Regions from separate parts of the Mus musculus genome. Here all the other regions are linked to region 2. A link is a contact called in public HiChIP or PLAC-seq and promoter capture Hi-C data. All regions are on one chromosome and are shown on one strand. Each heading gives the region's core, a stretch centred on a gene start, on an enhancer-like site or on the middle of the called end of the contact. The rest is flanking DNA. Distances are from core to core; before and after follow the strand shown.

Evidence for each region. Promoter capture Hi-C pulls out the DNA fragments that hold promoters and counts their contacts. HiChIP or PLAC-seq counts read pairs in DNA pulled down with a chosen protein or histone mark.
Region 1: a contact with region 2 is called in a promoter capture Hi-C map of embryonic stem cells, with 6 times the contacts expected there. The contact joins the promoter of Tfdp1 here to the promoter of Arhgef10 in region 2. A contact is called at or near these places in 2 of 39 promoter capture datasets (the 3T3-L1 cell line and embryonic stem cells).
Region 3: a promoter capture Hi-C map of the SN4741 cell line shows a contact between it and region 2, with 5 times the contacts expected there. The contact joins the promoter of Upf3a here to the promoter of Arhgef10 in region 2. A contact is called at or near these places in 8 of 39 promoter capture datasets (the 3T3-L1 cell line, the SN4741 cell line, cranial neural crest and 5 more), 5 of 484 Hi-C or Micro-C datasets (the G1E-ER4 cell line, Th1 cells, cortical neurons and 1 more), 4 of 115 datasets of contacts at active chromatin or transcription factors (embryonic forebrain, embryonic stem cells, extraembryonic endoderm stem cells and 1 more) and 3 of 9 other capture datasets (adipose tissue, embryonic stem cells and liver).
Region 4: an H3K27ac HiChIP or PLAC-seq map of embryonic stem cells shows a contact between it and region 2, with 4 times the contacts expected there. The contact joins the promoter of Champ1 here to the promoter of Arhgef10 in region 2. A contact is called at or near these places in 7 of 39 promoter capture datasets (the 3T3-L1 cell line, cranial neural crest, embryonic stem cells and 3 more), 8 of 115 datasets of contacts at active chromatin or transcription factors (astrocytes, embryonic forebrain, embryonic stem cells and 4 more) and 2 of 9 other capture datasets (adipose tissue and liver).
Region 5: a promoter capture Hi-C map of liver shows a contact between it and region 2, with 3 times the contacts expected there. The contact joins the promoter of Rasa3 here to the promoter of Arhgef10 in region 2. A contact is called at or near these places in 4 of 39 promoter capture datasets (embryonic stem cells, hippocampal neurons, liver and 1 more) and 2 of 115 datasets of contacts at active chromatin or transcription factors (embryonic stem cells and thymic regulatory T cells).
Region 6: an H3K27ac HiChIP or PLAC-seq map of embryonic stem cells shows a contact between it and region 2, with 4 times the contacts expected there. The contact joins the promoter of Cdc16 here to the promoter of Arhgef10 in region 2. A contact is called at or near these places in 6 of 39 promoter capture datasets (3T3-L1-derived adipocytes, embryonic stem cells, hippocampal neurons and 2 more), 1 of 484 Hi-C or Micro-C datasets (the N1E-115 cell line), 5 of 115 datasets of contacts at active chromatin or transcription factors (embryonic stem cells, large pre-B cells, pancreatic cancer cells and 1 more) and 2 of 9 other capture datasets (liver and macrophages).
Region 7: a promoter capture Hi-C map of embryonic stem cells shows a contact between it and region 2, with 6 times the contacts expected there. The contact joins the promoter of Coprs here to the promoter of Arhgef10 in region 2. A contact is called at or near these places in 11 of 39 promoter capture datasets (the 3T3-L1 cell line, cranial neural crest, embryonic stem cells and 5 more), 3 of 15 datasets of contacts at CTCF or cohesin (the NIH/3T3 cell line, large pre-B cells and pro-B cells), 1 of 484 Hi-C or Micro-C datasets (the HL-1 cell line), 11 of 115 datasets of contacts at active chromatin or transcription factors (the NIH/3T3 cell line, astrocytes, bone marrow-derived macrophages and 7 more) and 3 of 9 other capture datasets (adipose tissue, liver and macrophages).

What each region holds. Positions count from the first base shown.
Region 1 is chr8:13,337,231-13,340,852 of GRCm38.p6, reverse strand. Tfdp1 (transcription factor Dp 1) reads right to left here and starts at 2,102. Exons shown (of 12, transcript NM_001291765.1): 1 at 2,047-2,102; 2 at 1,114-1,188. The coding sequence starts at 1,125.
Region 2 is chr8:14,909,808-14,913,679 of GRCm38.p6, reverse strand. It overlaps Arhgef10 (Rho guanine nucleotide exchange factor (GEF) 10), which reads right to left and starts at 2,017. Exons shown (of 29, transcript NM_172751.3): 1 at 1,917-2,017.
Region 3 is chr8:13,783,342-13,786,903 of GRCm38.p6, reverse strand. Upf3a (UPF3 regulator of nonsense transcripts homolog A (yeast)) reads right to left here and starts at 1,289. Exons shown (of 9, transcript NM_025924.2): 1 at 1,020-1,289; 2 at 651-757. The coding sequence starts at 1,220. Gm46032 (a long non-coding RNA gene) reads left to right here and starts at 1,848. Exons shown (of 2, transcript XR_001778519.2): 1 at 1,848-3,179.
Region 4 is chr8:13,867,477-13,871,074 of GRCm38.p6, reverse strand. Champ1 (chromosome alignment maintaining phosphoprotein 1) reads right to left here and starts at 1,434. Exons shown (of 2, transcript NM_181854.2): 1 at 1,264-1,434.
Region 5 is chr8:13,675,488-13,679,168 of GRCm38.p6, reverse strand. It overlaps Rasa3 (RAS p21 protein activator 3), which reads left to right and starts at 1,582. Exons shown (of 24, transcript NM_009025.2): 1 at 1,582-1,776. The coding sequence starts at 1,722.
Region 6 is chr8:13,756,138-13,760,065 of GRCm38.p6, reverse strand. It overlaps Cdc16 (CDC16 cell division cycle 16), which reads right to left and starts at 2,410. Exons shown (of 18, transcript NM_027276.3): 1 at 2,212-2,410; 2 at 1,014-1,068; 3 at 829-926. The coding sequence starts at 2,259. All of the region lies in intron 1 of Gm46032 (a long non-coding RNA gene), which reads left to right.
Region 7 is chr8:13,888,959-13,892,634 of GRCm38.p6, reverse strand. Coprs (coordinator of PRMT5, differentiation stimulator) reads left to right here and starts at 2,364. Exons shown (of 4, transcript NM_025556.3): 1 at 2,364-2,468. The coding sequence starts at 2,400.

The DNA.
Region 1 (3,622 bases), core at 853-3,352, 1.6 Mb after region 2:
CCGTTTACACCCATTCACCAAATCTAGCTACTTTGTAGGCATGCGCTGGGTGGCATGTCTCTCATTAGGGCACTCGTGGGGACGGAGTCAGGACATGGATGTACATAGACAACAGATATAACGAGATCAAGCCAGTGCCATATGTAGTTGTGACTTCAGGTGACCTACACAAGGTCTCTCAGGGTGAGACATGACCCCCCCCCCCCCCCGGCCCCCAGGAGCAGGTCCGGTGCTCGATGACCAGAAGAGGGTCTGTTCCATGCGGGCCAGTCAGGACAGGACTCCGCACCTGCACCACGGTTCCGCTACACCTGGGCACAACTCTAGCTGATGCGGCATGTCTGCCTGCATTTCCAGGGCTGCACAGAAAAGGCATGAATCTAACAGTCACAGAACAGTGGACACTGAGGAACACTGGAACGGACACGATCAGTGTTGGAGGGAGTTAAAGCAATACTGCAAAAATGTATGTATGTGACCAACAATACAGACTGTATTTACAGCCTTAAAACCTAATTGTCCATACCTGTTTCCCAAAAAAACTTCAAAACGCTCGGTAGCTTCGTGATAAATATGAAGCTAAACCAACCAGCATTTCCACGGTGTTTCATTAATCACCAAATGTCATCTTTCTGAGAAAAATGTGCCCAAACAAGTAGTTGGGATTCAATCCATCAAAGCTGGATTACGGTCTTACGTACTACATAAAACTAGTACAGTGTAAGTTCCATGTTGACAGCTCTCCTGTGTGGAAACCCACTAACAAACAACACCCTCTCACACACTCATAACTGAGAGATGTATTAATTTTTTTATTTTATTTAAGCAGTTTAGATAAAGAAAAAAAAATCAAGACATCATCATCAAACCACGAAAAAAAAAACAAAAAAGAAAAAAAAAACGTGTCACGCTTCGGATGACAAAGACCATTTGTGCAGAGGGGAGACACCCACCTAACGACTCTCGCCATCATCCCTCATCTCCATCCCAGCTCCTGCCTGTAAAATGTCTTGGCCAACCCACTGCCACACACGTATGGCCACTCTCAAATAAAGGGAGAAAACTGCAACGAGCTGTGCCAACATGTCTGCAGCATGCAGCGACCATACTTACATCTTTTGCCATGTTACCAGATCCAGGAAATCAAGGCTTTAACTGCGTACCCTCCACAGAAGAAACCGTACTTATCTGGTTAAAAAAAAAAAAAAAAGAAAGAAAGAAAGAAAAGAAAAAAAGGGAGGGGATGAATAATGAATGAGAATGAGAAGAAATTTAACGCACATCGCATTTCAAAGGAAACATCTCCCCACCAGCACGAGGCAGAGGCAGGCCTCCAGGCAGCAGGGGCCTTTCTTGCACAATCCCGACAGGAGAGCTAGCCAAGCAGGTCCCACACGGGGATTTTAAGTCACCTCTCTAAATGGAAATGCTCCCTGCGGGCACCAGCAGCTCCCACCGGCAGCGGGGCCAGACCCCGGACCCTTGGCTGAGCGACGCGCAGCCGTCAGGCTCACCCCACCTGGGCACGCGGGCCCCGCCTGACCACAGGCCCCGCCGAGGCACAAGGCCCCCCACTTGGGCACACGACACTGCGTGGCTCCGCCCGGGCCGCGGCGGGCACCCCCCACCCCGGGCTGCCCAAGACCCCGAGGGGCCGCCGACCACTCTGACAGGTGGGCTCCCGGCCGCCCGCCCGCTCGCCCCACCTGTCACTAGGCCCAGCCACCAGCCCCGCGCCCTGGCGCGGACAGAGCCGGAGGGTGGCCAGGACCCCTGCCCGCCGCCCACGCCACGCCGCGTCGAGGCCGACTCCAGCTGAGGCTGGGCGGCGGGCGGGATGCGACCGGACGCGGGAACCGGGCTGGGGCGGGAACGGGGCCGCGCGCCCAGCCTGCGCCCTCCCGCCGCGACCGGCCGGTGCCCCCGCCACACCTGGCTGGCCGGCGGGGCGCGCGGGGCGGACGACGGGGGCGCGGAGGCGCCGGCCCGGAGGTCCGGCCCTGGCGGTCCCTGCCCTGAGCCAGCGGCGCCGGGACGCGGGCTCACCCTGGGCCGAGCGTCGGGCCGGCGTGACGTGCGCGCGGCGCGGTGACGTGGGCGGCGGCGGGCCCGCTGCGCGCAGCGCGCCTGCGCGCCTTTTCGCGCCTTCGGCGCCCTCCTCCTCCTCCTCCTCCTCCCGCCGCTCATCTCCCGCGCCTCTCGCCGGTGCTACCCGCCCTGGGAGAGGGGCGGGGCCTGCGCGCGCGTGCGCGTGCGGCGGGACCCGGCTGGAGACCGCCGACGCCGAACAGCGCTGCGCGCGTCTCCATGTGCGCTCGGAGAGAGGCCACGTGTGTGCGCGCCTCTGTGTGTGTGTGTGTGTGTGTGTGTGTGTGTGTGTGTGTGTGTGTGTATGTGTGTGTGTGTGTACACCAAGGGCCAACTGTATGCATATCTGTGTGCATGCGCAGGGAGTAGAGGGCCACGTGTTTGGCTCTGTGTGTGCGCGTGTACCACGCGCGCCAACGGTGAAAAGAATGTGGTGTGTGCCATACCTGCATGCACACGTAGGGAAAGGATCATGTGTGTGCACACCTGTGGATATGCAGAGTCTGACTGTATACACGTGTGTGTACATGGAGTATCAGTCGTGTGTGCACGCCTGAACATATATACAGAAGAGAACCCTCTGTGCAAACATATGGAAACCTATGTTAATGTCTGCGCACTGAAAAAAAGCAGGCGTGTGTGTACACATGAGAAAAAAGAGGTCAGTTCTGAGAGTGCTTTAAAGTACCTGCATGTGCACACAGGGAGAAGAATCTTGTTCATTTACACAGAACAAAGTAAAGACTGTTCGGATGCATACTGAACAATACAGAGACAAGATCCCCCACCTCTGCTCAACTACTGACCTCCACAGCCACATGCCCTGAGCCTGGGCTGTCAGTGATTCAGGGCAGGAAACAGCCTGTTAATCAGGTGTGTATGCATTTGCGCCTTTCACTTCAGAAACCTTCTGCTTCATCCCAAGAGGGGTCTGGTAGACCCTGAGCCTTGAAGACTCAGTCCATCTTAGAGGCCACTTCTTTAAGACTAAAGCTGGAGAGCCTGGGAGGAGAATAGGCTGGGGCTCACAAATCAGTCCAAATGGTTCAGATAAAATGACACAACGTTTCCCAAGAATATGGGACTGAAGAGCAGGGCAAAGTTAAGTACTATCAGAAAACTGTTAATGTGAGTGACCGGATTTTATTCTGGAGGAAAGGTCAATTTGACTCCCAAACTGACAGATCTTTCTCCGTTACCTGGCTGCCTCAGTCCCATGACTCAGCCCAACAGCCCTTCTTTAGCATCTGGCCGAACTGTCCGCCAGCAGCTGTCCTGTTTGAACACTGCTCAGCGGCTTTGAGGAAGCAGCCCTGCAACCACAGCTGCTTATTGCTGAAGCAGAAGAGGCGATACCCAGGCATGAGTGTGTCAATAGCTTGCACCAGAAATACCCAAGGCATGAGTGTGTCAATAGCTTGCACCAGAAATACCCAAGGCATGAGTGTGTCAATAGCTTGCACCAGAAATACCCAAGGCATGAGTGTGTCAATAGCTTGCACTAGACTCTTTGCCATCACAAGCTCTGGTAAGC
Region 2 (3,872 bases), core at 768-3,267:
TTGAAGAGGAATCAGAAGGAAGAGCTGCGCAATTTGGTTCGTTAGCGTCATCGTACAGACCAGTTTTTAACGAAGGGAGTTTCAGGTCCTGAAGGACGAGATAAAAGTCGGTATTATATATATGTACACATATATGTGCATATATGTGTACATATATATATATAATTTTTGTAATATTTATTATTAGTTATGTTTCTATTGCCGTGATAAAGCACCATGACCAAGGCAGTTTATTTGGGCATCTGGTTGCTGAGGGATAAAAGTGCATTACTGCGGGGTGGGCGGAGCATGCTGGGATGGGCGGAGCATACAGGGATGGGCGGAGCATGGCACCGGGCACAGTGGCTACAGTAGAACACTGAGAACATACACCTGGAGCCACCAGCAGACATGCATGAATCGAAGAGGACATAATCTGAATACTGCACAACTCTGAAACGTCAAAGATCATACATCCTCCTTCAGGGCCGTACCTCCTAAACCTACCCAAACAGCACTCCAACTAGGAACCGAGAATTCAGGCATCGGAGCCTGTGGAGGGGGGCGGCATCCTCATTCAAGCCACAACACCTTTACCTATGTATTAATTCAGCATTTACTGGGGATCAAACCCAGCCTGCTGCATGCCACACCCCAGTCCTGCCTTCTTGTTTATATGAAAAAATCTCATTATTGGAGCCCAGGCTGGCCAGACTCAAGATCCTTCTAACTCAGACCTTCGAGTGCCAAAATAGATTTTTTAATAGTAACCAAGGCTGTGGGCGTAGCTCAGCAACAGAGCATTTGCCTGGCAAGATGCTCGGCAGTAGTAAGGAGCACCTGCTGAGTATGTGCGAGGGAGGACCTAGAATCAAGAAAGAGTCACCTGACAATGAAATGCTGTCCCTTGCCCAGATTCTAAACACAGCTACACAGCTTACTGTGTGGTCCAGCCAAAGAAAAGAAGGAAAGATTGCTGCCATTTGAGTCCAGAAGAACCTCTTCCTCCAGCAAAGGCTGTAACTGAGATGCATCCTACGTTAGAGTTCACACCAAGCATGTCTATTGCCCTCTGGGAAATCAAAACATGGTGTCCCACAGTGTCCAGGGTGCCCAACCACCTGCTTTTATTTACTGCACACCAGATCAGGATCTACCCTAATTATTGAGCAATGGTGGGTAGCAAAAAAACCTTACCCCAGCAACAACTTCACCCTAAAGGGGATCCTAAGGATCTTAATTCAAACATCCCAAGATGACTTCTCTCATGCAATTTCAGCGACCTTTCACCCTTTCACCCCACATCTCCAGGTCAGAGGCTGCAGGTCCCTACTGCACATACCCTTGAGCCTTACCCTCAGGCTATGGGACACAGTGATGCTGGGGACTGTCTCCTGTCTTGGCCGAAGATTCACTCAAGTTGGGCGGCTGCTCAATGCTCTGTGTCTAGGGACACCCATCGAAGTTGGGGGACTTTTTGCTGCCTTGTGTCTGGGGATAACCATTGAAAGGGAAGGCTGCATGCCGCTGAATCTATGCCTGAGAACACCTAGGGCATAGGTTGAGGGGCTGCTTCTGTCTGTGCCTAGGGGCCACCTGCAAATTTGTGGGTGCTTCTTGCTTCCCCCATGTCCATAGACACTCACTAAAGCGGGGGGTCGGGTAGGGGTTGCTGGGCCTAGAGAAGGAAACACCGGCCAGATTTGGGGGCAACTGAAACTGAAGTTGGGAGCTCCTTGCCGTCCTGTGCCAGAGACAGCGCTGAACTGGTGTTGGGGGGTGGTTACTCGCTGCCGTCTGTCACTGTGCGCAGTCCCGCAAACCCAGGGTGGGGTTTAGCTACTTCGGGGACCTGGGTAGAAGTGCAACTTTTAAAGCAAAGAAGCAACCCGTGCAAGCGGCCTGGGACGGGACTTGGGGTCGCCGTGCTCACTCACCGAGGGACCGGGCGCCATCCGCCGTCTGCGTCCGCCAGTTGTCCCGCGCCCCCCGCGCGCCCCGCGCGCCCCGCCCGCGATGCGCTCCCACCCCGCCCGCCAGGGAAGCCCCTCCCACCTCACCATGATTGGCCGGAACCGGCCGTGCTTCGTGCTCATTGGCCAGCGTTCCTGCCCGTTCCTCGGCCGCGCCCGACCCTCGCGCCAGCGCATTCCTGCGAGGCCACGTGGCCATCAGCCCCCCTCCCCTCCCCGCCCCGCCCCCAGCCTAACGCCCCGCGCCGTGAGTAGGAGGGATGCTGCCTACCTTGCGCCCCCGGGGACAGAGGGGGCACAGAAAGGACACCAGCTTGTAGTGCCCCAGAGTGGACGCTTCTCCCCTCAGACTCCTGGTCACTGGGAAATGGCGCGGGGCCAGATTGTGTCTCCCGATCATCCGCCCTCTGTTAGACACTGGGAGCTGCGCTGTCGCTGGCAGGGAACACAAGACAGACACTCCACCCATCGTGACCCCAGAGTCTGCTTGCTCTCTGCAGATCCTGGTCAGGGCTCCTGTGGGAAGGGGGCACTGAACAACACTTCACTCCATCTCTGGCCCTTCTCCCCCTGACCACCTCTCCCATCTTGGGTCCCACGGGCAGTGGGGCACAGAACGGATACCACACCCAGCATCCACTGTTCCTTACAGACCTACAAAGTAGGGGATGCCAGGAGAACAACCCATCCGACCTAGAGCCACCCTGCCAGCCTAGGCGGTCCTGGCTGGTCAGGGTCAGGGGCTCCTCGTCCCGCCAAGTACAGGAAATAGAAATGCCGACCAACCGTGACCTCAGCTCAATACCTTTCCAGGCGCTATTACAGCTTGCCTGTCACCGGGAGGCTCTTGTTTGCTGAACCGGAGTTCCAGCTTTCCATAGCTCTCTAAATGCAGGAAGCGATGCTGGAGAGAGCTTAGCTAGCCTTTCTGCTCATGGCTGAGCCTGGAAAGGGAGGCGCTGTGAAGACCAAGAATGTGGGCCTTGGTGATATTAAAGGCCTGCAGGTGTCTGCATAGAAAAGTGCTGGGATATTCTGGAAGAGCCCTTCTGGGCAGTTGAATGTGCTTAGCACGAACCTTTGTTTTGTGCATGTAGAGGGAAGCAAATCATTAAATTATTAAAGGAAAGCAACACCCATCAAAGTGCTAACTGGTACACGGCTAGGGCACATAGCAAACATGTTCCCATACTGGACTGTCACATCTCCCACCAACATGGTTCATAGAAGTTGCGGAAACCCCGGGGTTCTTAAGTCTCTAAGTCCACTCAGTTACAGAATGAGTTCAGAGAGAGGTTTGTTCCACAGTAAGTGTCTATAGAGCTGGTATGCTCTGTAGCTAGACATTTCTCAAACAGACTATGACTAGGTAGGTCAGATTATAGCCTAGGTACGGTGACACCTCATAGCTGTTTGGAAGTAGCATTCACTAAAGTTACAGGAGTGGACTGTGTTGAACTCTCAGACCTGTCTGAAATGACAAGACATTCCTGTTGTCTCTGTGGAAGACCTTTGGGTAAAGTACCCAAAGAACTCCCAGACTAGAGTCGTGAAGGACATTTTCTAAGGAGCGTTGTGAGAGGAAATAGGTCTGTACTACAGTGTTCTCCGCTGGAGTAGAGAGCACACAGCATCCTCTCTCCCCCCAAGGCTGTAGACGAGAGAAGGATTACATTAGGAAGCCTCGGGATGAAGCTAGTCAGAAAGGAGTTGGACCGGCTCAAGTCCTGACCAATCTATTATAGTATCACACATTACCACGTCTGTAAGTCCACAGGCAGGAATCTGAGACTTTCTGTTTTAGGTCTTCTTTGACCCATGGGATACTAAGAACAGTTAGTTAGGCTTCATTATCAAACACTGAGGGATTTTCTTTTAATTAGTATGTAAATGCACCCATAAATACATAAATATATGTGC
Region 3 (3,562 bases), core at 40-2,539, 1.1 Mb after region 2:
TAGAGAAATCTGTTGTTCGTACAGAGGGTGCAAGTTACAAGCTGGGACCGGAATTGCACACCGAGTAATTGCACACTGTTCTTTTAGCCATTTTTCTAAACTTCAGCCACCTGAAAACCACCTGTGGTTTTTCAAAGGATACCCATTTAATTATTCATATTTTTATTAGAATAGACTTTAAAAAAAATAACAAAACAAAATTGGTATCCCAAAGGAAAGCGTATATGACACAAATGAGAAAGAATACCATAAAAGGATATAAAAATAAGTATCGTGGAAAACCCACGAATTCCTGTGGCACTGACATCTGCTGCTTAGGTCAGCCCTGCGTTGCTCGCATCCCCACAGGCAGGGAACCTTCTGGCTGGGTGGTGGTGCAAGCAATGAGAGATTCCACTTCTCAGGGCTCAGTTACTGGTCCCTCACTAGGGAAAACACTCCAGACTCAACGTGTGTAAGGGATGCAGTCCGGTTTTGCTCATCATACAGTTTATTAAAAGCTACGCCGAGGAAGGCATGGTAACGGGCTGACGAGGTGACTTGCCCGCTCCTAACGTGGGCGTGCACTGACAGCTGGGAGGGGACTGCAACTGCGAGCGCCCGCGGGGTCCTCCATCCTTCACCAGTGGGTGTCCCGCAGCAGCCCTCACCTGAGGTCCGCAGCCACCACCTCGAAGTAATCGTGCGCCGGCAGGGGGCGCAGTTGCTCTTCCAGCTGCTCTTTGGTGAGGCCCGGGGGCAGACGCCGGAGGACCACCTGGGATGACCATTGCGTTCACTCAGGTGCTGCCGCCCGCCACGCCCACTCAGCCTGAGGTTCCCCGGAGCTCGGGGGACCGCGGCTCCCCAGCTCCACCCCGACTCGCTAATCCTAGTCCAGACTGCTCGCAACAGCCCGCATCACTTCGGAGACTAGGCTCCGCCCCTGAGATGAACAACCCGCCCCGCCCTCCCCAAGCCCCGCCCACCGGGGGGCTTAGAAGCCGTCCTCTCGCGAGACTTGCGGGCCCCGCCCCCACCTTGCTCAGGGCTGTCCTCTTCTCCTCGCGAGGCTTGCCGGCCCCGCTCTCACTTAGGGTCGGGGCCGGAGGCGCCGCCGACTCCTTCCGCGGTGACTCGCGGCGGCAGTGGGTCTCTGAGCTCGATAGTTTCTCCCTCCAGCTCGGGCCCCGCGCAGCCAGGGCTGCGCCTAAGCCTCCGGCCCCCTCTTCCGAGCGCATCCCCACCGGCCGGCCGGCCGCCGCCACCTCCGCGAGAACGAAGCCTCGCGAGGACTAGGCAGCCCCTCCCTTGGAATTCGGTGTTCAGTGTCCCCTCCCCGGCCCTGACAGGGAAGGGGCGGTGCCAATGCTGGCCCGCGCCTGTAGGGGGCAGCGCGGCAGTTTTTAAAAGACAGCGGACGTCCTAGAACGGCGGCGACGGTGAAGGAGATCGGTGCTGCCAGCCACGCGGAGAGCAGATGCTCACTCCGGACGTCCCGTGCGCTGCTGACCTGCGGTGGGGACTGGGAGCCCCCGGTCCACCCGGAGTCACTGGGACAGTACCGAAAGTAAACCCGTCGCTCTCCTCGCCCCACTCTGCCCTCCGCCTCCCTCCTACACGTTTTCTCTGTTGAGACAGGGCTTTGTGTAGCCTTGATTGTCCTGGAACTCACTCTGTAGACCTGGCTCTCCTGGAGCTCAGAGATCCTCTGCCTCCTGGGATTAAAGGCGTCTGGCTTTTTATTTTTATTTTATTTGTAGCAGATATACGAACAATACAGTTTTCCCATGTGCTCAATGATGTATAGCACCATTCTCCCTACGTTAATGGTAAAGGAGAATGAGAGATTTTCAGAAATCGATCGTGGCACTCCTGAAATGTGACGTTTTAAATAAGCCAAAGACTCAAAACCGTTTAGGTCTGCGTCAAACAGGCCTCAAACATCGAGAGTTCTATAAAAGCCTGGGCAAGAGCGGTTTTCCAGTATTTCGTGTTGCAAAGAAAGCTAGGACTGAGCCCATCACTTGAACCAGCTCAGTTTGGAATAACCAGTTACACTGACCAGAAGTTCTGATAGCCTCTTAACCTTTATTAGGAAGAAAACACACGTGTGAGAGGCTGATAAAAATGTGGACGACGAGTTGTCAGGAAAAACCAACCCATACCCAGTTGTTAAGATAGTACAAGGTCGATGGATAGTAACTTCACAATGGAAGAAAGTTGGAACATTACAAGCTTGGAGCCAAAATTATCTCGGGCTGGCTTTTGCCCCCTTAAAGATAAAGCCATTGACTGTCCTCCTGTGTGCCTGACCCAACACCCTTTCACCTGTCTGGCAAACTGCTGGTTAGTTTATGTCAGCTTGACTCAAAATAGTCACTTGGTTGTGAAGAGGAAAGAGTTGAGGCATTATTTTCATCAGATTGGCCTGTGGAACAGTTTCTTGACTAATGGACGTGAAAGGGTCCCACAGCAGTTGGACCTTGCTTGTAATAAAGCCAATAAGCATTCTCTGTGGCCCTGCTAGTTCTTGCCTCCAAACTCCTACTTGAATTTCTTCTCTGATTTCCCTCACTGAGGGATGTGACCAGAGAGCTAGAAGAGGAACTAAATCTCTTCCTCCCACAAGTTGCTTTTGGTCAGTGTTCAGAGTGTAATGAGTTGTGGAAACATGAAAGATACCATTGAAAGAAGAGAGACATTATGAAGTATCAGAGGGATACCAGGGATGTTCTTGTGATATTTGGATTAAGAATCTACCTTTATTGGGACAAATAATGATGGTTAGCTGGGGATGAAGAATCAGTTGTGATTAATAAGACCAGCATCATCAAAGTGCAATTTTCTGGATATACTTCCTAAAGGTCAGCACACAGACACTGCAGTCCAGATGCAGTCAAGGCTATCTCAAGCAGGAAACCTGACTTGGTAATGTGTACCCCACATAGTGGAACTGATTGTGTAGGCATGAACGCTGCAAGATTTAAGAGGTCACAGAAATGAGCTGAGATTGAAACTGGAAAGAGCCAGGAGAGGCAGTAGAAACTCCAGCATGCTGGAGATGCTAGGACTGCAGGACCATGTCAGGTGAGGAGTGGAGCCTACTTAAGCCTACCAGACAAGCTGTGAGTTGTGGATGGCAGAGCCAGCCTGAGACATGGAGCTGCCCAAGTCCCCTGGAGCCCGGAAGATCATGAGTAAGTCCCAGACATTAGATTATAAATTATTTACATTACTGGATTTTGCTTTTGTTTTGATCCACTTTTAACTGTGCTTTGGTTCTTTCTTCCCTCTTGGAATAACTACTTGATTCTGAGACTATAGTTACAAGACTGGATATTGTTAGTGTCACTGAACTTTAACAAGTTTTTAAAGATGGAAACTTTGAAGGTTATACTTTATATTGTTGTATTAACATCTTGATGATAAACAAGGAAAGGTTACTGTTTAATGGTGATGTATGTGTCAAGTTAAGAGGTCACCCCAGTTGGTTAGTTTTTGTGAACTTGAAACAAACTAGTCACCTGGACTAGTTTCCATCAGACTGACCCACAGGGCAGGTTTCTGATTAATGACTGAT
Region 4 (3,598 bases), core at 185-2,684, 1.0 Mb after region 2:
GATGAGATTGATCCTTTCCTCCCCACAGGTGTTTTTTGATCACAGCAACAGAAAGCAACCTAGGATGTTGGCACTATTAGTCTACGTATATACTAATAAGACTGTTCTTTCTTTTTTTAAAAAAAGATTCATTATTATACATAAGTACACTGTAGCTGTCTTCAGACACCCCAGAAGAGGGCATCAGATCTCATTACAGATGGTTGTGAGCCACCATGTGGTTGCTGGGATTTGAACTCAGGACCTTTGGAAGAGCAGTCAGACCTCTTAACCATTGAGTGATCTCTCCAGCCCAAGACTGTTTTTTCTTATTATTATTTTATTATATATAAGTACACTGTAGCTGTCTTACAAATGGTTGTGAGCCACCACGTGGTCACTGGGATCTGAACTCAGGGCCTTTGGAAGAGCAGTCAGTGCTCCCAACCACTGAGCCACCATCTCTCCAGCCCATAAGACTGTTCTTTATGAATAGCCTTTTTTTTTAAGGTTATACATTTTTGACTGGTTGTTTTTCTTTAAAAACTACAACAACAACAACACAAAGCACAAATAACCCTTACGTTTCTACACGTTTTCCAATTCCATTAACAACTTGTGTTGATCAGTGAGCTAATTTGTAACAAGTGTCACTTTTTTGTTCCCAAGTCCTGGGATGGAACCCAAGGCCTCACTCTTGCTAAGCACGGGCTCACCATCGAGCCGCAGCGTCAGCCTAATTTAGGAGATCCACAGTTTACAGGAGAGACAGTGCATGGCCACGTGTGTGCCACTAACAGTGTAGCTAATGGCTCTGAGTTCCTTGTGTTCTTGACAAGCAAGATCCGTTGACCTGGGGGTAGAACTTCTGGGCACCGAGCGATCTTTAGATTAATTAAATGTTTGGGAATACTAGATTGGCACCGGTTTACACTCCACAGTCAAGTGCCAAAGCGCTGGCCCTTTCTCGGGAAAACACCCCGCTAGGCTGCAGCCATCCATCCGAAAGGGTACCTGGGCGAGGCTAAGCCCGGATACGGTCCACGTCCAGAGACCTTCGGAGCCTCGGGACAGCAGCCCTAAAGCAGATTCCAGACCGATACCGCCCCCTCCCATCCTGTGCGCCGCCACGCAAGAAAAACACAAGGCTGGCCCCGGAGGCGGAGAGCAAGGATGAGGCCACCGGGCGCTCCGGCCTCCAGGCCGCGCCAAGCGCACCACGGCGCCCGCCCTCCCGCCGAACCCTGCAGCCCGTACCGAGGCGCCCGCCCGCCCGCTCCTCACCATCCGGCGAGGCGTCCTGAAGTGAAGAGGAGGAAACGCCCACAGGAAACTCTGGGCTGGCTGTGCGGCCTCGGGAATGGCGGCTGGACGCAGGACCAGCCGGGAAGTACCGCGCGCTCGCACCGGAAGTGCCGTCGCGTGCCTCCGGGTCGCCCCCTTCCCCCGGCCCCTAAGGTTCCCAGCTGGGCTGTGCCGGAGGAAGCAAGGGCCCAGCCCCAGGCCTGGGCTTCTGTCTCTTTGCTTAACCCCTCTTTTGATTGTTTGGGTTTTTTGTTTGTTTGTTTGTTTGGTAGGTTCGTTTTGATTATTTTTGTCTTTTGATTTGTTCCTTCCTAATAAGGATGCGTTCATTCATTCATTCCAATAAGACATACTGTCTAAACTAGAAATACAAGGCAAATACAAAGCTTTTCGAAGGCAGTAAACAGGTTTCATGTCTCCAAACACAAAACTCTAAAAATTGGCTTCAATTGCAATTGAAATGTATTCACTTTTAGTTTTAGTATTAGTCTGTTTGCTTTGAAAGATTGTGAGGACCTAGTTTACCTTACTTTATACACCTATGTAATTTCTTAAGCTTTTGCCTTTTTGTTGTTATTGGTGGTGGTAGTGGTTTGATTCCTTGCATTTTGGACTTGAATGATGATAGAAATGAACCCAGGGCCACCTTATTTAAGCATCCCACGCTGTCTGACACATAACACATTAGTGACTTTGTTTTTTTTTAAGACCGTCTCTCCCTATGTAGCCCTGATATCCACCTGTCTCTGCCTCCTTTCAGGTGCTGGGCTCAAAGGCACGAGCCACCACAAGCATTCCTAACCCACTTTTGGGAATCCATGACCGTTTGCACCAACAGTCACTGTCTAAGAGTCAGCAAGCACACTTCTTGATCCCAAGTGCTGGGATTAAAGGTGAGTGCCGCTAGGCATGGTGGTGCACGCCTTTAATCCCAGCACTCGGGAGGTAGAGGCAGGCAGATTTCTGAGTTTGAGGCCAGCCTGGTCTACAAAGTGAGTTCCAGGACAGCCAGGGCTATACAGAGAAACCCTGTCTAGAAAAACAAAAAAAATCAAACAAACAAAAAAAAAAATGAGTGCCACCACTGCCCAACTTGTTTTCAATTTTTGAGGTGCTGGAAGTCTAACCCTTGTTATTCTAAGTGAGGATGTTTGGCACCTTCAAGGAACTTAGGGGAGGAAAGGGTTTACTTTATAAGATACTGAGGAAACTCAAGGCAGGAACCTTGAGTAAGCAGAGACCTTGGTGCTATTCCTAGCTGGCTTTCTTCTAGATGGCTTGTTACCTTCCTTATACAGCCTAGGCCCACCTGCCCAGGTACGGAACAGCCCCCAGTGTGTGGGGGTCTCCCCACATAAGTTAGCAATCAAGAAAATGCTCCACAAAAATGCCCACTAGTGCTCTTACACTCTTGCCTCTCTTGCCTCTCGCCCCCTTGTTCCTCATCTCTCCCCATTCCCTTCCCCTTTCTCTCCATATGTTCATGGCTGGCCTCTGCTTCTCTGCTCTCTCCTTCTCTCTGCCTCTCTCTGCCTCTGCTACCCTCTTAACTCCCCTCCCCATGCCCTGAATAAACTCTATTCTATACTAAAAAAAAAAATGTCCAATAGTCAATCTGATGCAGAAAATCCCTCTGTTGAGGCTCTCTACAGATATCCTAGTGCTCTGAAGAATAAGGCCAGGGCCCCAGGCTGACAGCATCTGATGCTGAGTCCTGAGGCAGGTCTGAGGAATCTAGCAAGTGCCCAGAAGGCACCAGAACTGCTTCTGGCTGGAGAACCCCATTGTGAGAATTATACTGTAGTGGACAGATGATTTTGCTTGTTAAGGTTCTGTTGCATATTAAGCCAGGAAGGACTTGAGCAATGGCTCAGTAGTTAAGAGCATTGGCTGCCCTTCCAGAGAATCTGGGTTCTTCTCTTCCTGGAACCTGTTTGGAGCCAGGTTAATCCAAGGCTTCCTCAGAGGTTCCAATGAAAGGACAAAGGGAACATTAGTTCTGTGTCCTTGCCAAGAGGCTGACTTGGTAGGTCTAGTTTGGGGCTAGGGCCGGGACCTGAAAGGAGTTAAAGTTTCAGTCCCTGGGAAGCCAACATTCCTTTCTCCTTTACCCCCACTCCCAGGGTATGGTCTTAAGGCAGCTGTGTCTATGTTCTCTTTGCCAACACTGATTTAGCTTTCTGTTGACCTTGGCCCATTTCCTGCTACTAAGAGAATGTAAGATGCTGCATTTATTAGTAACCTTGCCTGGCATGAGCCATAGCTGTGCTAGACTTCCTGATCCCAAACCTGCCTATCTTTTTACTCCCTGCTC
Region 5 (3,681 bases), core at 333-2,832, 1.2 Mb after region 2:
GACAAGGCAATAAGTAGCGCTCTCCAGTGGCTTCTGCTTCTGTCAGTCCTTGCATCCAGGTTCCTGCCTTGACTTGATGATGAACTCTGAGGAAAATAAACCAATTCCTCCCCAAGTCCTTTTGTTGGAGAAGGGTCTACTACAGGGTTTCTCTGTGTACTTCTGGCTGTCTTCAAACTTACTCTGCAGATCTGGCTGGTCTTGAATCCAGAGATCTGCCAGTCTCTGTCTCCTGCACTGAGATCACCACCTCTCCCCTCCCCATCTTATTTATTTATTTATTTATTTATTTATTTATGGTTTCCAAGTTGTTTTTGGTCATGGTGCTTTATCACAGTACAGCAGCCCAGCTAAAGCAGTCTTTTGGTGATTTTGTGTCCTTCCCCACCACCACCCCCATCCCTGTCCAGTCATGTGCCTCCTACCCAAGTTCTCTACCACTAAGCTGAGTTCCTGAGCCGGAGATTCAGGGTTTTAGATGTGTTAACCCAGAGCGGCTCCCTCTCTTCCCAGTCAGAGCCTGTCTATGGCACAGCAGCTTCTGGAGGGTTCCAAATCAGCTTCTCTGGAGTTCCAGCACCTTCCTGGGTGTCCTGCCTATACACTGTATTTCTGCTCTTTGGCTGCTGGTGAGAGAGCTACCGTATAGCACCAAGGGATTTTTGTGTCACACCTTTCAGTTGGTGTATCAATGACCTAGCCTCCTGACTCCTCAAGCGATGCCACTTCCGTTTTCAGTCCTACCGAAAGGCAGGCCTCCTTCAAACCCACTGCAGAGGCTATCTCTACCGCCACTCCCCACCCACCAGGGCCTCTGGGAGACACTTCTGTGACTACTATAAGGAACGAGGGACTAGAGCTCTTGGCCCTCTAGGAAAGCTGGGAGTTATGCCAGCTGCAGGAAAAACTTAGTGGAGGGATCGGGGATAGGACCTCACAGTATCGTTGTAGAGATACAACAATTCTAAAGTTGCATACCAATCAAATTGCCAGTAAGCACCAGGTTTGAAGGTTCTGGAATGCTAAATTCAAGGGCCGCGTTGAGGCTGCCCAAGCACACCACAGGGTAAGCAGGGACTGCTTGCTGGGCACAGGGTCCACTTGCCCTCACTTTGACAGCATATCACCTTCTGATTTCTCCAGAGCGATCGGCAGGTGTCACTTTTCTCAGTCGCTGAAGCTGGGGCTAGAGGAAATCTTTTCCTTTCATACCTTTTGTTTGAATATAGCTTTTTAGATTTTAAGTGCGAGTCGGTCTTACGGGACCTGGCGGTCAAAACACAGATCAATACTCACGATCTCTCTTTGTCCCAGGTCCAGAGAGACCGGACCAGCGAGGGCTGTGAAGAGGGACCGCTTCAGGGGCACTCCAAGGCAAGTCCCTTCCGATCCCGCCTTAGAGTCCGCCTCCGCCTCCTTACAGACCCGACCAATGGAATGCAGTGTTTGACAGTAGGCGGAGTCGTACTACCCCACCCCATGCAGAGCCTTAGCCAATGAAGATCGGGGCTCTGGCGAAGGAAGGCGCCCGCAGCCCCGCCCCCGAGCTCTGCCAATGGAAGGGCGCGAGGCGGTGCACCCGGTCAGAGCGCGGACCGCAGCGCGCGGGGCTCTGGGGGCATCCGCAGCTCGGCTCCGTCTGCCGGCTTCTTCCCCTGTCTTGTCCCCCTTCTGCGGCCGCGCTGCCGGGCCCTCGCGCGTTGGCGAGGTCGACAAGCAGCATGGCGGTGGAGGAAGAGGGACTGCGGGTCTTCCAGAGCGTGAGGATCAAGATTGGTGAGGACCGCGGTGGCGTGGGCAACTCCCCAGACCCCTGTTCTTGGTATCCGGCCGGGCTGGACCGGCTCCTCGTGTTTCTCCGCCTAGACTGCCCGGTTCTCCGTGGCATTGCGGGGGAGGAGGGACCTGTATCAGGGGGCGTCTGTTTGTGGGAGTGAGCGCGCGTGGTTGCCTGCGTGTGTCCGTGTGCGCAGCACCGCTCCAGATCCCAGGCGCCTGACTTTACATGCACGAGCACGCGCGGATCCGTCTGGGTGCTCCCACTTCAGGGATCGGGTCTACTGATGTCAGTCTCCTGGTGTCCTCTCCACAGTTGTGCGCAGGAACTTATTTCCCAAGGAGGGGGCGCCCCTTCACCTTTTCGGCTGCTGCAGGCTTCGAGGCCGTGCACGCGCGCGACCGTGTGTGTGTGTGTGTGTGTGTGTGTGTGTGTGTGGTGTCTGCGCGCTGCAGGCCTGGTGATGGAGCCACCAGCACCTCCCCCTCCTTTCATTGAGAACTGGCCGTGGGAGCTGTGGCCGGCAGGCCTGGCATTCAGGCTGCTCTGGGCTGGTCGGGACTTCGGCAGCAACGCTAGGAACGGGGAGTGAAGTGGAACTGGAGAGACCTGGAGAGGACTTCCTGATTTTTTTTTTTTTAACCTGGAGATTTCGTTTTTCCCAGTTGTTTTTTATCTTGTGAGTGACGTGTGAGTCTACTTCCTTACAGTGGTTTTCTGAAGTGACCGTTACACATCAAGTCATTAACACACTGGGCAGGGGCCAATTTTCTTGGAAGGAATTCTGGGTCCTAGTGCACCGTCCCTGTAGTCTTTTCCCTCTGAACTGCGCCCCACATTACTGGCCTGTTCCCATGTGAAAAGGCCCCTAGTGGGTGGCAACAGTCACAGCCTGGTGTCAGTTGTTGATGACATTCGATGCTGTCTGAAGAATGCCAGCTACTCGCAATCAGCGTGTTGCTTCCTGTCCGCTTTATTTTGCTTTTGAATCATCGCCCGAGACAGTTTGATCTTTGGTTCAGAAGCGCTGCGGAGAGCATGTGGTGTTTGGGCTGGAGCAGAGGGCACGGGAGGGATTTCTCTTGCTCTTATGCCTGGAATTGCTGTCAGTTTCCATCTGAGGAAAGGGGCTGCTTTCTGTCCTCTGTGGGCAAAGACTACTTGTGTGAGGGTGGCCAGCTTCAGTTTCCTTCAGCCAGATCCTCTGACCAAGTGAGTCCACCAGGCTCCAGGGGTGCTGTGCCCTTTTGCTCAAGGATCTGGGGAGGTTGCTGTGGAATACTGCTGGGGCAGAATCAGGTCAGTTGGTGAGAAGGGTCCAAGACTTTCTTTCCCTTTCAGTACAGTGTGCTTGCTTCAATCCTAGCATCGGCTACTGTGCACACAGGGAAAGGTTTTAGTTCCATTCAAACAAAGAGGATTTCTTTTCCAGAATGACATAGTAAATAAGACAGGAGGGAAGGAAAGACTTCAGTCTGTCTGCCGGAATCGGGTCTTCACTAGGGGAGCAGCAGAGGGGACAAGTCAGAAGGTCCCTCCTCCGTTGCTAGACGTTGAATAAGGGTATGATTGGAGCCTTCATTGCCTCTGACTGCATAGGGGGATGGTGGCAGTGAGTGAGGTTGGGTAGAGGCGTCTCTGCCTTATCTTTCCTCATCATTTTTTTTCTCAAGAGTATTTACCTGCAGGGCTGCTCAAGAGGGGTGGCCCTGTGCTCTCCGGATGGCGTATGCAGGGAACATAGTAGCTCTGCAGATAGATCCTGCCCTCTCTGGATGGAGTATGCAGGGAACATAGCTCTGCAGATAGATCCTGCCTTCTGTGTCTGAGCACAGATGTGTGTTGGGTTCGCCTTTTGGAATGCAGAAAACATCGGTAGCAACTGGATTGGGTTTGATGTTTCT
Region 6 (3,928 bases), core at 1,161-3,660, 1.2 Mb after region 2:
CACACACACACACACACACACACAGAGACTATATAAAGAAGTTTAATATTAAAAAGCAAAAATTTGCCAGGCATGGTGGCGCACGCCTTTAATCCCAGCACTTGGGAGGCAGAGGCAGGCGGATTTCTGAGTTCGAGGCCAGCCTGGTCTACAGAGTGAGTTCCAGGACAGCCAGGGCTATACAGAGAAACCCTGTCTGGAAAAACAAAAAACAAGCAAAATAACAAAAAATTTCAAGCAAACAAAAGCAAAACCATTACAATGAGAATTTAAGAGACCAGACAGGTGGGCAAGAGGTGGGAAATGAAAGATTGGGACTTGAAGTGAGAGCCTTGCTCTTAGGCTGAAGAGATGGCTTGGCAGTTAAGAGTGCCTGCTGCTCTTCCAAAGAACACAAGTCTGTTCCCATTGCTCAGAGAGCACTTCACAGTGCCTGGAACTTCAGTTCCAAAGAATCCAATGCTGCCTTCCGGTTTCTGGAGGCACCCACACTCATGTGGCACACACATAAACACATAAATAAAAATAAAAAAAAAAAGCTCTTAGCCAGGTGTGGTGGGACACACCTTTGATCCCAGCACGAGGTAAAGGTAGGCAGATATATGTGAGTTAGAGCCAGCCTGATATACCAATTGAGTTCCAGGACAGCCAGGGCTGCTACTTAGAGAAACCTGGTCTCAACAGCCCCCGAACCCCCAAGAAAAACCCAAACCAACCGATAAAACATTTTTTTTCTCATAAAAATAAAAAATTGGAGTTCTTTTAAACACACACCCAACATGAGGCCCCAGTGGCGTTTCCGACATCTCCCACAGCTTCGGTACTTACTTTGTCCAGCTTGCGTGACCGGAGCGCATGGGCTGCTCGGTGGTACTGCGCTGTGAGGTAAAGGCACTGAGCCAACCAATAAACATCCTGGGGCTCCTCTGAGGGGCAAAATTACACAAGTGGTCAGAGGCTCATGGGGAGCTTTCTAGAGATTAATTAGGGGAAATAAATTGCATGTCACTCACCATGAGAGAGTGAAGCTACCTTGTCTGCCCAAAACAGAGCACTTTGATACTGTTGCTGCATACAAAAAGCAAACACAGGGTGACTGCTGTTGCCCCCACAGTCGACTAATATAAATCCACACACCAAATCCACCACTCACTACAACACGTTCTTAGATGTAGCACGGGGCCCACCAATCACCTGTATTTTACAGCTCAGCTAGTGTGAGTTTTAGGTCGTCATTACCGTAAGAACTTCATATATACAATTCAAGATAGCAGTTTAACTCATACACTACCAAAAATGTATCAGCTAGTATCTAAAACAGTGCATAAGCGATTGAAATGCAGTCATCTAGAACTTCTGATACTGACATTTATGTAATAACACTTCCCACAAGCTCAAATGAATCCTAAAGTAGCATCTAGCAGAGCACTAGATTCAAATATTTCACAATTAAACCCATAACCCTTAACAGTCACTGGTCATGGGCAATGTCGCCCCCTGTAGTCAACTCTAACAACACTTAATCTGACAGCGGAAAGACACTCAGGAATCTGTCCTGGTTAGTGCTGATCCCTAGCTCTTACTGCCTCTGCCTCAGTTCCTCAGGATATAGTCAGAACAGGGTAGCCCAATGAGTAGCCAGGAGAAAGTCTTATGGACCCGAGAATCTGCTCTGAACAGATGCCCCCAGAGTGAAAAAAGAGGCCCACATTGTCCTCTCTACATCTCAGTGCCAAAGAAAATAATCACAAACCGACTGCCCCTTAGCACGCAGCCTTCCAGCGAAGTGCAAACCTCTGGCTCATTCACTTAGCATCTCTTCCGTTTCCCATTTATCGGGAGAGCAAGCATTTTAGCAAAAAACCAAATGACATGACAATGACGTGGACCCCAGAGACACCCCTTCCCTCGAATAGTCCCGGCTTGTCCACTCGAGAGCAGCGCGGAGGCTGAAGATCCAGCACGGGGTATTGTTTCCAGTCCTAACTGGAGACAGCTAGCTTGTCTTCCCAAGTATTCTGTCCAATAAGAAACACAACTAAATCCTCCCAAATGTCCTACGGTCCGGCCAGATTCCAAGGTCCCAGTGCAGCCGTCCCAGCCCAGCCCAGCCCTGCTCCCGCAGTCCACGCAGGATCGGAGCCATCGGGGCCGCGCTCCCCGCCGGGCCCCACCGCCCCGAAGCCCAGCGTCCGGCCCCCCGCCGCGCACCTGGTCCAGGTACTGCCGGACGCGTTTGCGCAGCGGCTCCAGGTTCATGGCCGCGAGGCCAGGGCAGGCACCCGACGCCCTCTCGAGCCTCCGCGCGCCCCCGGGGTGTCGAGGGACCCAAGCCCGCCGACCACCGCCCGGACCAGACCCCGCGCGCCACACGGCACTTCCGCTCCGACAGGCCCTACCCCGGAAGTCCCGTGCAAAAGCGTTCCCCCCGTCGGGTGTGTGCCCACTCTAATGGTTCCGTGGCGATCTTGGGCGCCAGCTCCTAGTCCTAACCTGTTCGCCTTTGTCCGGGAGGGAAAAGGGATCTAGCGGGACTCCGTGCCTTCCGGGAGTGGAAGAGACGCTTCTATAGCTACCCTTCTCCCTACCGGATATTTTTAAGATCGAATTTTTCTCTCTACAGTCCTGGGTGGTCCAGAGCTGTCCCTGGGTACCAGACTGGCCTCTTACTTTCAGACTCCTACACACACACACACACACACACACACACACACACACACAAACACACCTCCTTGGGTGCTGGAAATAAAGAGGTCCATCACCACACAGGGTATTTTGTGTTCTTAAAATTCCATTCTGTGCACTGTGCAGCCTTTTGAAAGTATAGAGACTGGTACCACTCAAATGTTCTGCTCTCACCCCTGTGAGCAGTTGGCTGCATCCTTTTCTGTGAATGACACATATGTATGACAGGGTAATATTTTAAGGACACACACACTTTTCCTGTCTTCTCCATTTGTAGGTAGTGATCCAACCGTACTTATTGACTTGAAGCGGGTGTGTGGTAAGGCATAGTTGACCATATTTACGGCTGTTTTCATTCATTTTACGAATAGAATTGTTTTATAAAGGAAATTTGTGCTGTCACCACAGATGGTAAACATCAAAGACAGGAATTTAATCTTTAAGTCAGATGTTATTCAGAGAGCTAGTTATCTGAGAAAGAAGCGGATTAACATTCTAACACCCCGTCTTTTTATCTCATCTCCAGCCAAGAAAACCTTATAAAGAGCAAACAAAGGCAATTATTCCAAAGTTTAATACTGCCTCTGGTCAAGGGTCAGCCTTACTCCTGAGATTATACTGGTTTGTGTCTCCGTATGTCTCCTGCACTTCTTCCTGTTATTGCTCTGTGCAGCTGGGTTTGCACCGTCCCAGGCTGCCGAGACCTTCATTGTTCCTGGAGAGACACTTGGGACAAACAAACGATTAGCAGTGTGTATGTGTTGAGCTATTTGCAGAATGCATTGCAGGTTTCTTTACGACAGTACGAAGCACAAGTGTATGCTTGCAGAATATTAAGGAGCCCCATCTGCCTCTCCTGTCTGCAGTGAATTTTCCTGAATTGTCTTGAGTTTCCCATGATCTCTCTGTAAAGCCTACAACAACACTATGGAGTTCCTCTTTTCCTTTGTCTTCCCAGATGTAGCGACTACAACATATCCTACCTAGCATATCCTACCTAACATATCCTACCTAGCATATCCTCCTCTGCATCCTTTCTGTACTTTGTCTGTGTGTGTAATTACAAATATATCTCCTCTTCTACAAGCAAGCTGAGAGGTACAATATTTCATTCTGAGACGTGCTTGGCTCACGAGGATACTTTAAATGCTTTTCTTCATCGGAAGCCACCTTGTTCTTTGCGATGTTTTATAGAGTTCTCCAGTCTGTGGCGGTAGGTCCCATGTGACAGAGGAGAGCTATA
Region 7 (3,676 bases), core at 1,115-3,614, 1.0 Mb after region 2:
GCCTGAGCAAGATAGTTTCAGGCCAGCCTGAACTACAGAATGAACTCCTACCACAAGAACAAACCCGAAGTCACTTATTAAACCTAAGTCCCATGGAATTATACCGTGACACACACCTTTAGTCTCAGATACCAGCTACTTGGTAGAAAGCAGCATCAGAATTGTTTAAATCCAGGAGTTGGAGAAAGCTTGGCTAATATTGTGAGATCATGTGCCTCAGACAATGACAACAACAACAAACAGCTGTATGGTGTGTAGATTCTTTGTACACAGTAGGTAGAAATACTATTTGTCCACGTTGGAGATTGGCTACTAGAATATATTCTTTGAAATAGAATTGTTGGTCTCCAAAGTACCCTGAAATGTAATTGGATTAAGATTTTAAATAATCCCGAAGTCCTGAGTTCAATTCCCAGCAACCACATGGCAGCTCACAATCATCTATGATGGGATCCGATGCCCTCTTCTGGCATGCAGGTGTATGTACAGATAGAGTACTCAAACATTAAATAAATAAATAAATAAATAAGGCAAGAAGATCAGGAAGAGAAGTAAACACCATAATTCAGGGGTGGCTAATGTCACTAAATGTTGACTGAGACGGGAATAACCAACTGTCAGTCTCCACTTCTTGTATTGATTCGCAGATGTGTCCTCATTTAAACTGCTATGGAGGCGCTGGCCTGGGTGTCTGCTTACACAAGATGCAATAGGCTTTCTGTCCTTGTAGAAGAAGACATTTCATCCTTTTTAGTTTACAGGACAATTATCCATCTTTTTGTCTTTTTTTTTTTCAGTAAAATTATGTTGCTCAAAAAGGAGCAAGTACGTTGTATAAGCATGTCTTGTCTGGGAAGATGGATTTGTAGTTTCTAAGTCATGGCAGTGCGTGCTATTTTTAAAGCTTGTTATCATTCGGTGCAGATTTCTCTTTCAGTCAGAGTGTGGTGGCTCACACGTGTAATCTCTGCACTTGGAAAGCTGAAACAGACAGGAAGATCTCGATTTCTAATTGAACTTGGGCTGTCTAGCAAGACTCCTGTTCAAAACAAAATTGGAAGGTAAGTAAACATTTCTGATTCCTTTCCCCAAGCTGCTGTGGGAATAGCAATCATGCAGTGGGAAGCAAGTATCTCCTGAGAACAGGTTAGTCAAACGCGCGCTTGTGTGTGTGCGTGTGTGAAATCTATTTGTGTGTGTGTGTGTGAACGTGTGTGAATGTGTATGGGTGAATGTGTGTGTATATGTGTGAGAAATGTATGTGTGAATGTGTGTGTGAGAAATATATGTGTGAACGTGTGTGAATGTGCGCGCGCGAATGTGTTGTGTGTGAACGCTCATTTGTATGTGTATATGTGTGACAAATGTGTGTATCTGTGAATGTGTATGTGTGAATGTGTGAATGTGTATGTGTGCATGTGTGTGTGTGTGTGTGTGTGTGTGTGTGTGTGTGTGTATGTGAATGTACCTAAATACAATCTGCTCAGTCTATACAATGTTACTTGCATGTGTAGGGCTTCCAGGGCAGACCATTGGGTACTGAATAACCAACCACTGAATACTGGATAACCAACCACTGGGTACTGGATAACCAACGGTACTCTTCCTTGGGGAAGGCTATCTCTCCCACTCTCAGCAATCCTTAGTTGCCTATAGTTCTGTGTGTAGGGTTGAGGCTTTGTGAGCCAATTAGCATGTCTACTGGTATCATCTTTGTCCAGCTCCTGTTCCAGTAGTCATGTGGGCAAAACTTTTTAGCTGTAGCCTCTGACACTCCTAAGAGAAACGGAAAACGGAGAATTATTCAACAAAGTCACATTACTGACTTGGAGCACTGGCTTTTGACTCTAAGTTCCTAACACCACCTTGTTTTTGTGGTGGCACGTTGTTTTGCTCCTTTATCCTGGTTCCTTGCAGATTGACTTTAAAGACGATCATTAAATCAAAGCAGCATGTCTCCAGGCTGCTGGGTTATCATTTCAGATCATTTCAGGTTGCTGAAGTCCCTCATTAAGGGATGCTGTAGTGCGGGTGCAGCCTGCAATCTGGAAAACCCTGTGATTGGGTAGAGAGAAAAGTGATGGAGCCCATCGGCTGTGACTGTGTGACACCCGGGTGGGCTCTATGTGTCATTTCACAATGCAGTAGGAAAGCCCCGTGTGGCTGGGATGGCTCAGTGCCCAATCAGGCCTAAGGCTCGAAACCAGCACTAGAGGTCAGAAAGAGCTGTAGAGCCTGCGGTCCCGCACAACAACGCAGGTGGGCGTGCCGTCCGGCGCTGCCCCTGCGCCGCCCCGCCCCCTCGGTCGCCGCGCCGCCCCACGCCGATTGGCTTGTCCGCAGCCCGTCGGCCGTCACGTGCCGGAGCGTCCCAGGCGCCTGGCTGTGGGCGGCCGGGCATGGACCCTCAGGCAGCCACCGGTCGGGGCCCGGGCGAGCGGAGTTCGCAGGAGGCCCCCAGCGCGGAGGTGAGCGCGACGGGGTGGGGGACGCGGGCATCCGCGACCACCCAGGCGGGAAACCGCGGGGTTCACGCGCTGCCGGGAGGCCGCTCACCCGGGAAACGCCGGGGCCGCGCGAGTGCACGCAGAGAGCCTGGCCGGTAACGGCAGTGGGCGCGGGAACGCGCGCGGACCCGAGCCCTAGGCTGTGGCTGGCGCTGAAGGGAGAGGGACACTGGGGCTGCTGGGGAGCATCTGCGGGAGTGAATGCAGGGAACGCGGAGCTGGCTTCCCGGAGCCGGCTGCCCTGAGCCCGCTCCAGCCGCAGGGGGCTGGGTCAGGTGGGAGCTGCGAGGAAACGGATTTTTTTTTTCTCACCTTGAGGACCTCTGGCCATTGGTGGGGATGTGTAGCTGACCTTGGACGCCAGATGTCACCCGTGCTTTTTCCCATTTGATGAAACGAATGGTCCCCTTGTGACACGGGTTTTCAGAAACTTGTTTTTAAGTGCGCGCCATACAGCCTTTCCCCATGACCTGCCCGTATTGCATCCACCTACTGCGAGCTTCTTGACTGTAGACATCCTGTTTCCCAGAAGCCGCACCTATGCCTGGTGTATCCTAATTGGATGAATGAATAGAACGCTTACCAGAGCCTCAGTGATGGTACTTGAAGCTGCTATTCAAGTACCAATAGATTTGCAAAGAAAATCACTTTTGCAAAATAGGAGAGTGATGTTGTTAGGGCGGATCTGGAAAGGATGTTCTTGGGTGAGAGGGTAGGCCCAGCAAAGGTCTGGATATGAGAAAGGGCAAGGCAAATGGCCTTGGAGCTTGGGTCGGAGAGCAGGCTTCTTACAGAAAGGAACGTGAGAGTCAATATGAATGGCATTGCTGGTCTGTGATGGCAGTGGAGGGCTCGCGAAGCTTTTAAGTGGAAGGGTGAGCAGGAGTAGGGAGATAGGCGTGAGGTTCAAGTAAGAGGTCCAGCACCATAGGGGGCAGCAGTGGTCTGTGGTTATCACGGACTACAGGAGATAGAGTCATTAAAGCTCAGGGGTGACTAGATAATGAACGGTAATTAGGGTGAGTGCTAAGTACAGTTTATTTACATGCAGGATGAAGGCTGGAAAGACAGCCATGGTGGTCTTACAGAGTTTGGCTTGGCTCTTAGCACCCACAACAGATGTCTCAGCCCTCTGCAACTCCCTCTCCAGGGGATCCTCCTGGTATATT